2 separate regions of the Sus scrofa genome follow, and region 2 is linked to region 1. A link is a contact called in public Hi-C data. All regions are on one chromosome and are shown on one strand. The core of a region is the stretch at or near the end of the contact, and the rest is flanking DNA. Distances in the headings are between cores, read along the strand shown. Region 1 overlaps SLC14A2 (urea transporter 2). Region 2 overlaps SLC14A2 (urea transporter 2).

Region 1 (4,794 bases), core at 366-2,865:
TTGGGAAGTAGATTTCAACACAATAATTTGTGGGAGACACAAACATTCAGTTCATAGCTAGAAAGGAATGGAGATTCCAAAAGCACAAAATCCTAAATCTGATCATATTTTTCTCTTTCCTTCTGATTGTTTTTACTTCCATTTTGACTCTTCCAAATTCTGCTCTGTATTGGATTGAGCTCTAAAAAATTGTCATATTGTAGATTAAAAAAATTCAAATATCAGCCATTACTGAGATTCAACTGAATGTCATTGAGTCAATGCGTTCTGGGGATTGAGGATGCTCCCACAGCATCTGGGCACTTCCTTCTTTAGAGTGCTGTTGCGATGCAGCCACCCAAATAAATGAAGGTTCTCATCTCAATGGACAAGTGTGTAGCCTGGCTCCCTCCTCCTACTGCCCAAAACGTCACAATTTCTTGGGCTCTTGGACTAATAGATATTGGGAAGTAAAAGGTTTTTCTTTCTCTTCCCATTGTTGTTCTTAAAGATGTTTGTTGAACTACACTTAGCACTCGATTTAAAATGTGTGTCCTGCATCTATTAACCCCAAGCTACCACTGGGAACTATGTCTAGTCACTTATGATGGAGCATGATAATGTGAGAAAAAAGAATGTATACATGTATGTGTAACTGGGTCACCATGCAGAAAATTGATAGAACACTATAAACCAGCTATAATGGAAAAAAAATAAAAATCATTATATATACATATATAAAAATGTGTGCATTAGACATTTCAAGTTTAATGGTAGTGGGGAGCAGGGAAAAAGATAAAATGTGAGAGATACTATAATTTGAAAACACAAAATAGTAATGTGCTTAGTGAGAATAGTGGGGTAAATGCTCTTCACTCAAATGGGAGTGAGCTCTTTGGAGACAGATATTGAACTTTTGATACCCTCCACCACTATGAACATAATAGATGTTCAAAAAGTATCCATAAAATCAAAGTAAAACATTTTTTAAGGATCCTCAGTAGTGAAGCCAATATGGTGGATGTTGGATGTTCCTTCTCCAGGCAGTTTTCAAACCATTCCATGAAGTCAGCCACTGATTCCCTGTCCTCCTCGCAAGACCAGATTTTTTCCAAGCTTTTTCAATCTTTTTACTCTTCTCTGCACCCAGGCAATGTCTGGCAATTATTTTTAAGGAAGATTCACATCTCTAAGTCCTCCTTTTTTCCTCCCTTAAGGAGTCTAAAAGCAAAGAAAAAGAAATCAGGAAAGTTGAAATGAACAGCTAACATCAAAAAAGAAAAAGATAAAGAAAAAGAAAGAAAAGAAATGGAACAAAAGGAAGAAGTCAGGAAAGTTGGAGCCTTTTGAACTCCATGTTGGCCTTACCCCATCAGTTACCCTCTCCCAGCTTTTGCAGGACAGAGCCCAGCTTCCCCCTCCCTATCCCATGTGTTACCCTATCCCAAGAAACTCCAGCAAATCTTGGAACAAGATGGGGAGCAAATAAAATTCCCTGTCTGGACTGAGAATAGAATGCAATTAGCCAGGGAAGGTTGTGAAATTTGTTTTTAAATGCTACAAATATTTTATCTCCTGACCTGTACCTCCATGACATTCCCTTTCCAGCCACCCCGCCCCCTTCCCGAGACCTCTCCCTACCAGGTCTTTGCAAAGTAAAGCATGACCTTTAGATTGAGATATGCTCTGTTGCAAGACATTGGAATAGGTTTCAACACGTAATTTGAGATCTATTTACTAAACTGTTTGGCACATACAGCACATTGTGGGGGAATTGTTGGCGGGCCCCGCAGTGTGTTTTTCACTCTTCCCTGATGCATTACCAGACAGAAGGTCATCTCAGTCTAGCAGAGAAGGGTGCTGCACAGGGCTCATTACCTCGCAGCAAGGCAGCCAGATGAGGCTGTGGGATGTTTTCTCTTCATCATTCAAGCTTGAAAGGAAACTGTCAGCCTCCACTTGCTCTTAAAGCAATGAAAATTTAGGTGACAGCCCTCTCATTAGCTCAGTGGAAATGAAGGTTTCTAGGCAAAAACTTCCCTTCATTGAGGACTACTAACCAACTCTACCTCAGGGGTCATTCAAGAAGCCACGACTCGGGGATGGGTGCCAGCTTCTGGTGACAGGGTGGTAACAATAAAATGACACATGCTTCACTGGTAAAACTAGAAATGTTCATGATACATAGCTTCTGAGATGGGGAAAAATGGGTAGATTTTAGATAAATCCAGGCTTTCCATGGCTTACCTTTCCTGGGAAATGGGTACATGTCTAGATTTTCTTCTTTTGACATAGGCATTCACATTGTCAGAAAACAAAAATATTATTACACTGGCAAATACTCTCACTAAGAGAAACTCAAGCAAAAGTGCCAACTGTAAATCTTATTCCCTAGGCTTACCATTAGGCAGAATTTCTAATCTAAGAGGATTTGATTAATGTTTGATGAACCACTTGGATAATGCACAGAATTAAGGGAGCCCTAATAACTGCTTACATTTGTATAGCCCTATATTCTAGGACATCCATATGCATTATTTTCTCATTTGATCATTTAACAGCCATACATATTTAATGGTCTAAGTGGGTATTTTTAGTCTTTGTTGTTGTTGTTTTTATTTAATAAAATCTTAGGAATTTTAGAACAGAATCTTGGAAGTAAAAGTGACTTCAGCTCTAATTTTCATCAGTTTATGGTAACCAGGGATGCATATTAATCTTCAGGGGAACTGTTTTTAAAGCCTGTGTGTGCATGTGCTCCTCTCTCAACTCCCCAACTTCTTGCTGTACATATCTTCCTAATCCACACATCCTGAGTCTGAATGGGTAAATGGCAGTGAGATCCCAGACATATGTATTTCCTAGATCACACTTGGAAGCACACCTCGGTTTCCATTGCTGCTCTAGACCAGCCCCTCCGTTGTCTTGTGGGGAAGCTGAGGATTAAAGCAGTGATGTGATTGACCTTGAGGCACACGCAGTGGCAGTCTACATTCCAACCTGGCCTCGATACTTAGTTGGGTGACCTTTCATTCACACTTTTCTACATCTTTCCAAATTAGGAGGGGACTGCCAAGATGGTGCTATTTATTTTAAACATGTTTTGCTTCTTGCTAGCCAGAAAGAAAAGTGATCAGAAATGTACTATCTGAAATGTGTCTGATATGGGTAAATTTCCCAGAACCACAATTTTCTCTTAGAGGCATTTCCACCTGAATGCATGATCTTCACAGGTTTTATTTTACTCCTCATTTCTGAGATTTGGCTCTGATCTCATGAATAGTAATGACCCTCTTCCTCTTGGTGGCACTTCATTTTAATCCTCAGTAATTTTCCCATCCCACAGGACCATTCCCCTGAATTTGGGGATCATATCATCAATAACCTAAATATATGGGAAAGCAATGATGAAGAAGAGAAAGCACTTTAGGCAGCAAAGGAGTTATACCAGGAGAGAAGAACAAAAGTGTTTTCCTCCTCAATTTTCTGCCCTTCTGCCAAACTTCTCCCTAGTGATTTCGCCGGTGCCATTGCACTCCTGGACAAAAAGGGCTCATTGTTATTTCTCAGATCATGGCGCTCAGTTCCATTTATTAGTGAGCAAAGTTATTACATAAAAGTGTAGAGCTCTAGTGTTGGTGCTCTCTGAACACAAGTACTAAGAAATGAGGGCAGACTTTTCTTCCAAGCATTCCTCTTTAGTGTTGCATGCTGAATAAGCAAACTTCCTACCCTCAATTACTGTCTAGGGCATAGGAAGCCTCTTTAGGAAATTCCTGATGCATGGAGGGTTCTTCAGGCATGGAGGGTTACCACACAGACCCACTCTCAATAAAAGATGCTCTGTCCAAAATGTCTCTGATTCAAGTTAATGTCCTATCTGAAATTAGTTTTCTACTATGGTGGTTCCATCTACTTGATTGCAGCTGTATGTAATTAATGTATTTCTTTACCTCGAAGAATGTACATTTGCAGTTCTTTTTCCAGTAATAAGGATCTCCAAACCAATAACCCCTAAACTTTGTTTTTTTTTTAATTGTGATAAAATATGCACAGTGTAAAGTTTACCATCTTAACCATTTTTAGGTGTACAATTTAGGGGCATTAAGTATATTCAGTGTCACCAACCATCACCACTATCTGTGTCCAGAACTTTTTCATCAACCCAAACAGACACTCTGTGCTCAAAAAATAATAGCCTCCCATTCCCTCTCTCAGAATCTTTACTTTCTGTCTTTATGAATTTCCCTATTCTAGGTGCCTCCTATAAGTGAAATTATATATTTGTCTCTTTGTATCATGCTTATTTCATTTATCATGTTTGCAAGGTTCATCCACACTGAAGCATATGTCAAATTTTCATTCCTTTTGAAGGATGCCTAATACTCTGTTGAACCTATATAACCATGTGGGTATCCGTTCATCAGTGGGCACTTTTGTCATGACATTGGTTGGATCTACTGCATATTTACCTAACTAAGCTGTGGGGGTAGGGATGAGGGAAGAAAATAATAAGGTTTAGTGAGTTCTTAGGAAACCTTTGAATGAGGTTTCTTAAACTATAGAAATATTATGGTATCTACATTTTTATGAACTAAAAAATGGACATGTTTTGACAAATATCATGTTTGCACAGAGATAACTGAAGAGAATTTTCAAATCAGACTGCCCAGAAAATTAAGCGGGTATGGTCACCATAGCTCCTGTAACAACTGGAAAAACAAAGCAAAAGCAAAAAAAAATGTCTCCATAAGAATTTCCCCTCTACTGAAGTAGAGATTCTAGCACTTTCTCTTCCCTGGCCTCATGAGTTTG
Region 2 (4,807 bases), core at 1,215-3,714, 240 kb after region 1:
TGTAGGGGCACATCCCAGATAGGGAGAAGGTCAGAATGAGGGAGGTGTGTTTTGGGGACCGCGAGGCCAGGTACGGCAAAACAAAGAGCAGAATGCGTTTTGGGGGGCCCAGCAGGCAACCGGAGACTTCCCCTTCATCCTGCCAGCAGCAGAAGCTCTTGGACTTTGTGCAGTGGTCATCTTCCCTCCCTCATCCAGTTTTGTGCAGCCCAGCAGAGTCTGGGGGAGCTCCCTGGAGAGATCACAGCAAAACCAATGCCCGGTTTGTTGCCGACCAAGCCCAGGTGTTCCAGGGGCCAGGGCGAGAGGTGATATCTGTCGCTGCTGCCCACAATCCCTACCCACAAACCCCTCTGACTGAGGTCACATGGCTGCAACTCAGTTCCAAGGAGGCTGGGAAATGAGGTCCAAGGCTGGCTGGGAGGAGGGGCAGCCCATTCGGGGACATCTTTCCAGTCTCTACCTCACAGACAGCCATGTTCTCACCAAGCAGAATTAGCAAATGTTAACGGTCTTTCATTTGCTTCAGATTTTTATAATGAGAAGGAAAAAATATCTAGGAGGAATTCAGAATCTTGGATCCCATTCCCCATCCGTTCCCCTCCCTCTCCAGAGGCAAGTCCTGGCAAGATTTGCATGTATTTCTTTCTTATCCCTGTGTTCACACATGGATATATTCACGTGGATCCATAAAACTCTACGTAGTATTGGTTTACACGGTACTGAATCTATGTAAATTTTATCATATTGTTCTACATTTTGCCTGTTTCACTCAATATTTCTGTTCCGGGAATCTGGAATCTGTGCATATTGATTATTCAAACTCCATTTTCTTTTCTTTCTTTCTTTCTTTCTTTTTTTTTTTTTTTTTTTTTTGTCTTTTTAGAGCCAGACCTGTGGCATATGGAAGTTCCCAGGCTAGGGGTCGAATCAGAGCTACAGCTGCATTTGTACGCCACAGCCACAACAACTCAAGATCTGAGCCATTTCTGCAACCTACACCACAGCTCATGCCAACACCAGATCCTTAATCCACTGAGTGAGGCCAGGGATCAAACCTGCATCCTCATGGATATTAGTTGGGTTTGTTACTGCCAAGCCATGACATGACTCCTCAATGCCATTTTTGTTATTTTAACTGTTCTAGAGCATAGCATCATATTCTATATTCTTTTTATCCATTCCCCATTGATGGACATTTTGGTCAGATCTTTTATAATTTTCTGTCATTTATCATTATATTTTTTATGTTTTCTATGCTGCATTGAAATCCTGTTTCCAGAAGCACACAGTTCATTTTCCTGTTGGAGAGAAAATACTGAAACTCTTCATTCCAGTCCAAAAGCAATTACTAAGCCTCAGTTACAGGCAGAATACTAAATTAAATACAAAAAAAAAAAAAATGCATCCATTAGAGCTCCTGCCTTGGAGGAGCTTATACTCTGGAAGTCAGGATAAGCGTGTTAGAAGCCTGTATGTTAAAAACTCTATGATGAGCCCAGACAGCCCACAGGCAATTAAGAGATAATGTGCAGTTTATTTGAAAGGAATTGAAGGCAGTGAGATTAAGTGTAAAAGATATATGTATATGGATTTGATCAGAAGAGCTTTCTTAAAAGAACTAGATCAGGGCCTCAAAGACAATATGAGATTGAAGTGCTCAGGGGTACATATTCAGTGAACAAGAGAGAGGGCATTCCTGGCAAGGGGACTGTAGGAGCAAGTGCCCTGGGGCAGGACTCAACGAGGAATGTGAGATGTCTGGTCTGGCTGGAGTGCCTGGCGGGGATGAGCAGGGAGCCGTTCTTTCATTTCTAAAGTTGAGCTCAAGCCCACATTTGGAATGGTGTCCACGTGGCCTGTGGCCCTGGGCAGCCAGCCCGGGTGGTATTTTTCCATGACCCTGAGCAGGGAAGAAGTTCAGTCACTTGTTGATAGCAATGTGACCATTCAAGGAGAAAACAATTAGGGATGCTGACCTCTGGGCCCTCAAGAGGAGGGAGGGAAGGAAAAAATTCTCCCCGGAGGGAAGGGGCCGGGTGGGAAACATCCAAGAGGGTAATTGGTAAATATTATTGTTTCATTCCATGTTTGCCTGCTCTGTGCGGGTCCCTCTGCAAGTGGTGCGTTTAAATCACACTGTCTGACTTTGGCAGGTTTAATTGAGTCGCCACTGAAAAAGAAATTATCCCTGTGCTATTAATTTTTATAGTTCCTTGGGGCTTTTAAAAAGTGTTTGGATTTTCTAGGTCTTTGAAAATGAAAACATTAAATTTTATTAAAAGGAAACACAGGAGGGTTAGCAGGGCCCAGCCAGGCCCTGACGAGACTGTTGGTGGAAAGATCTGGGCCCTCGCAGGGGGCGTGACAAAAGTTTTGCCCCTTTTAGAATTAGAGTTAGGGGGTCTCTAAGGATGTGTGATGTCAGCCAGGCCTGAGTTCCCTCCTGGCTCGCAGTGGTCACCCATGTCAGTGCCATCCAGACCTCTTGCTGGTAGGAAGGTCTAGGAACAGCCATGAAAGGACTGAGGGATACACAGGGCAGACCTAGTTTGGGGTGGGGGGGGCTAGAAGCTTTCACAATTTAGGGGACCCTCTTAAAGAAAAAGAATTCAAAAGTCCAAACACAAATTATCTATGAAAACGAAATTATATTTATAAAGAGAAAAGAAGTCACCACAAATTACAAATTTTAAAAACTGACAAATCCCACAGACATCACAAAATCCAAAATAACTCTCTCATGCTCCTCCATAGTACTTCCTACCCTTTTTTTTTAGCAACAAACTCTTTGATCATCTCTTTAAATGAGTATCATTTTTCAATCTCATTTTTATAGAGGGAATACAAAGATAATTCAGTCTCCCCTCTAACAAGTTGATCCAATTTTGTATTTTATTATTCACGGTTTGAAAAGGTTTCTTTCCATCTCACAATTTGTCACTGGTAATGCCATGTGAATTTTCAGAATTGTTATCAACTTTGGGAAAAGCTCTGTCAAGTAGCTTTCATACATGAGCTATGAGATTTCAGGGCATTTCAACTTCTCTGTTTCAGTGACAAATCTCAAATACTCTGTGAATTTATGAAACTCCCTAACCAGATTGTCATCGATGTCCTCATTGAAGTGGTGTGTAATGAGTTTTATGTTATCTCCGTCAGCGTCAGTATTTCCTGTCAAATCAGCAAGACATTTAAACATGGGGATTCTGATCAATTCTATGTCAGTAATCCCCATCTAAAAAGAAACAAAATGAGTGGTGCATTTATAATGGTATTACTTTACATGATCGAGAATATTCCTGACAAAGGAACGCTTTCATTTTGAGTAGGCGGTGATGGGAATGGAATCCTCAGCTTGCAGGCAATTTCACAGAGCTGATGACTGGAGGGATCCCCCACCTGCTGGTTTCTGGCTCTGTACATATCCCACTCTCCCAGGATTGGCATCATAGAGCACATTAACTCAGGGCTCCCTTTGTGGCTGGGAGTCCATCTGACACAGAGTCCATCTGCAGAGGGGAGAGGGTGTTCTTGGAAGCCTCCCCCCATGGTGACAGCTAGCAACACCCGACTTACACAGAGAATCAACTGAATGCCATAAACTAAATGACCTATGTAAATATGTCCCACTAAACCCAAACCAACACAACCCTAACTGAACTGTCCCTTACCTAGTTTCCAAAGAGACCACCCTGATGCTACCAAAATAAAGATAATATGACAGGGGCAAACCCGAGGTGAAAGAAACAGGGGTATTAATGGACTGAAGTTAAAGTATCTTATATTCAACAGCTAGGTGAAAAATATGACCATGTAAATACCCTGTATTTGAAGTTGAAGTACCATCAGAATCACAGAAAATTCACTCCTGCACACTGTGGAAGATATGGGGAGAGGACCTTGAATCTGGGATGTCAGGAAATTAACTAACCATGCATATAGAGGCCTAAAATAGCACGGGACTACCTACATGACAAATAAATCAAAGGGACTTTGTGCAGGGCCATCATTGAGGTTCAGATAGGCAGGTAGTCAGGGTGTGATAGGAGCCCAGAAAGGCAGGAGGTGGACCTCAACCTGGGTAAGAGTCATATGGCTGAAGAAGAGCATAGCTCTGTGAGTGTGTGTTTGTGTGTGTGTGTGTGTGTGTCTGTGTCTGTGTCTGTGTCTGTGTCTGTGTGTACATATGCTTCTGTGAGCCTGTATGCCTGGGCATGTGTGAGCATATGCAGGGAGGGAAGGAAGGGATCAGCATGAAGTCCACAAGAGGAACAGCCTGGCATGATGGTGGACATCAGTCTGCCACATGAGGAGCACACTGAGTCCCAGGTAGGTGAGGCAGCTGGGCCCAGCTTGCACAGTCAGGGATAGAACACAGAGCCATCTTCAGGCCTCCAGACATCACATCCAAGGTGCTGACCTCAACAACACACTCCATCCAGGGTTCCTCTCCAGGGCTGTACCAGTGTATCCCGACCAGCTTCTGCCCAGAGAGTGCCCTTCTGGGCACAGAAAGGCTGCAGATGAGCCTGCTAGCATCCTGCCTCCTCCTATCCTTTTACCTGGTCCCCATTTAAAGCCACAGGCACTGGGTACCAAGTGGGGACGTGAGTGCAGGGGAGAGGTGCCTTACGTTTCAGTGGCCAGGTGTGCACTGCTACCCTAAGGAGACAAAGTAGGTGTGGGTCATTCCTTGGAGTAAGAACTCTAGGTGATTTGTACATTGCTTCAGGTGGGGAAATAAGAATGTGGGGAGTTCCCATTGTGGCACAGCAGAAACGAATCCAACTAGGAACCATGAGGT

The links. A called contact is a pair of places that touch in the nucleus more often than the background predicts.
Region 2: a Hi-C map of skeletal muscle shows a contact between it and region 1, with 2.9 times the contacts expected there. The contact joins two enhancer-like sites. A contact is called at or near these places in 4 of 47 Hi-C or Micro-C datasets (heart right ventricle, skeletal muscle and subcutaneous adipose tissue) and 1 of 2 datasets of contacts at active chromatin or transcription factors (skeletal muscle).

The regions. Positions count from the first base shown.
Region 1 is chr1:94,966,191-94,970,984 of Sscrofa11.1, forward strand. The region is part of intron 2 of SLC14A2 (urea transporter 2); the gene reads left to right. Among named protein-coding and RNA genes, the nearest start is that of SLC14A2, 130 kb to the left of the region's middle. Within about 2 kb of position 1,616, at least 4 of the 83 cell types and tissues checked have an H3K27ac peak or open chromatin away from gene starts, as enhancers often do. A contact at or near this core is called in skeletal muscle, where this site is marked.
Region 2 is chr1:95,200,792-95,205,598 of Sscrofa11.1, forward strand. All of the region lies in intron 3 of SLC14A2 (urea transporter 2), which reads left to right. Among named protein-coding and RNA genes, the nearest start is that of SLC14A1, 150 kb to the right of the region's middle. Within about 2 kb of position 2,465, at least 20 of the 83 cell types and tissues checked have an H3K27ac peak or open chromatin away from gene starts, as enhancers often do. A contact at or near this core is called in skeletal muscle, where this site is marked.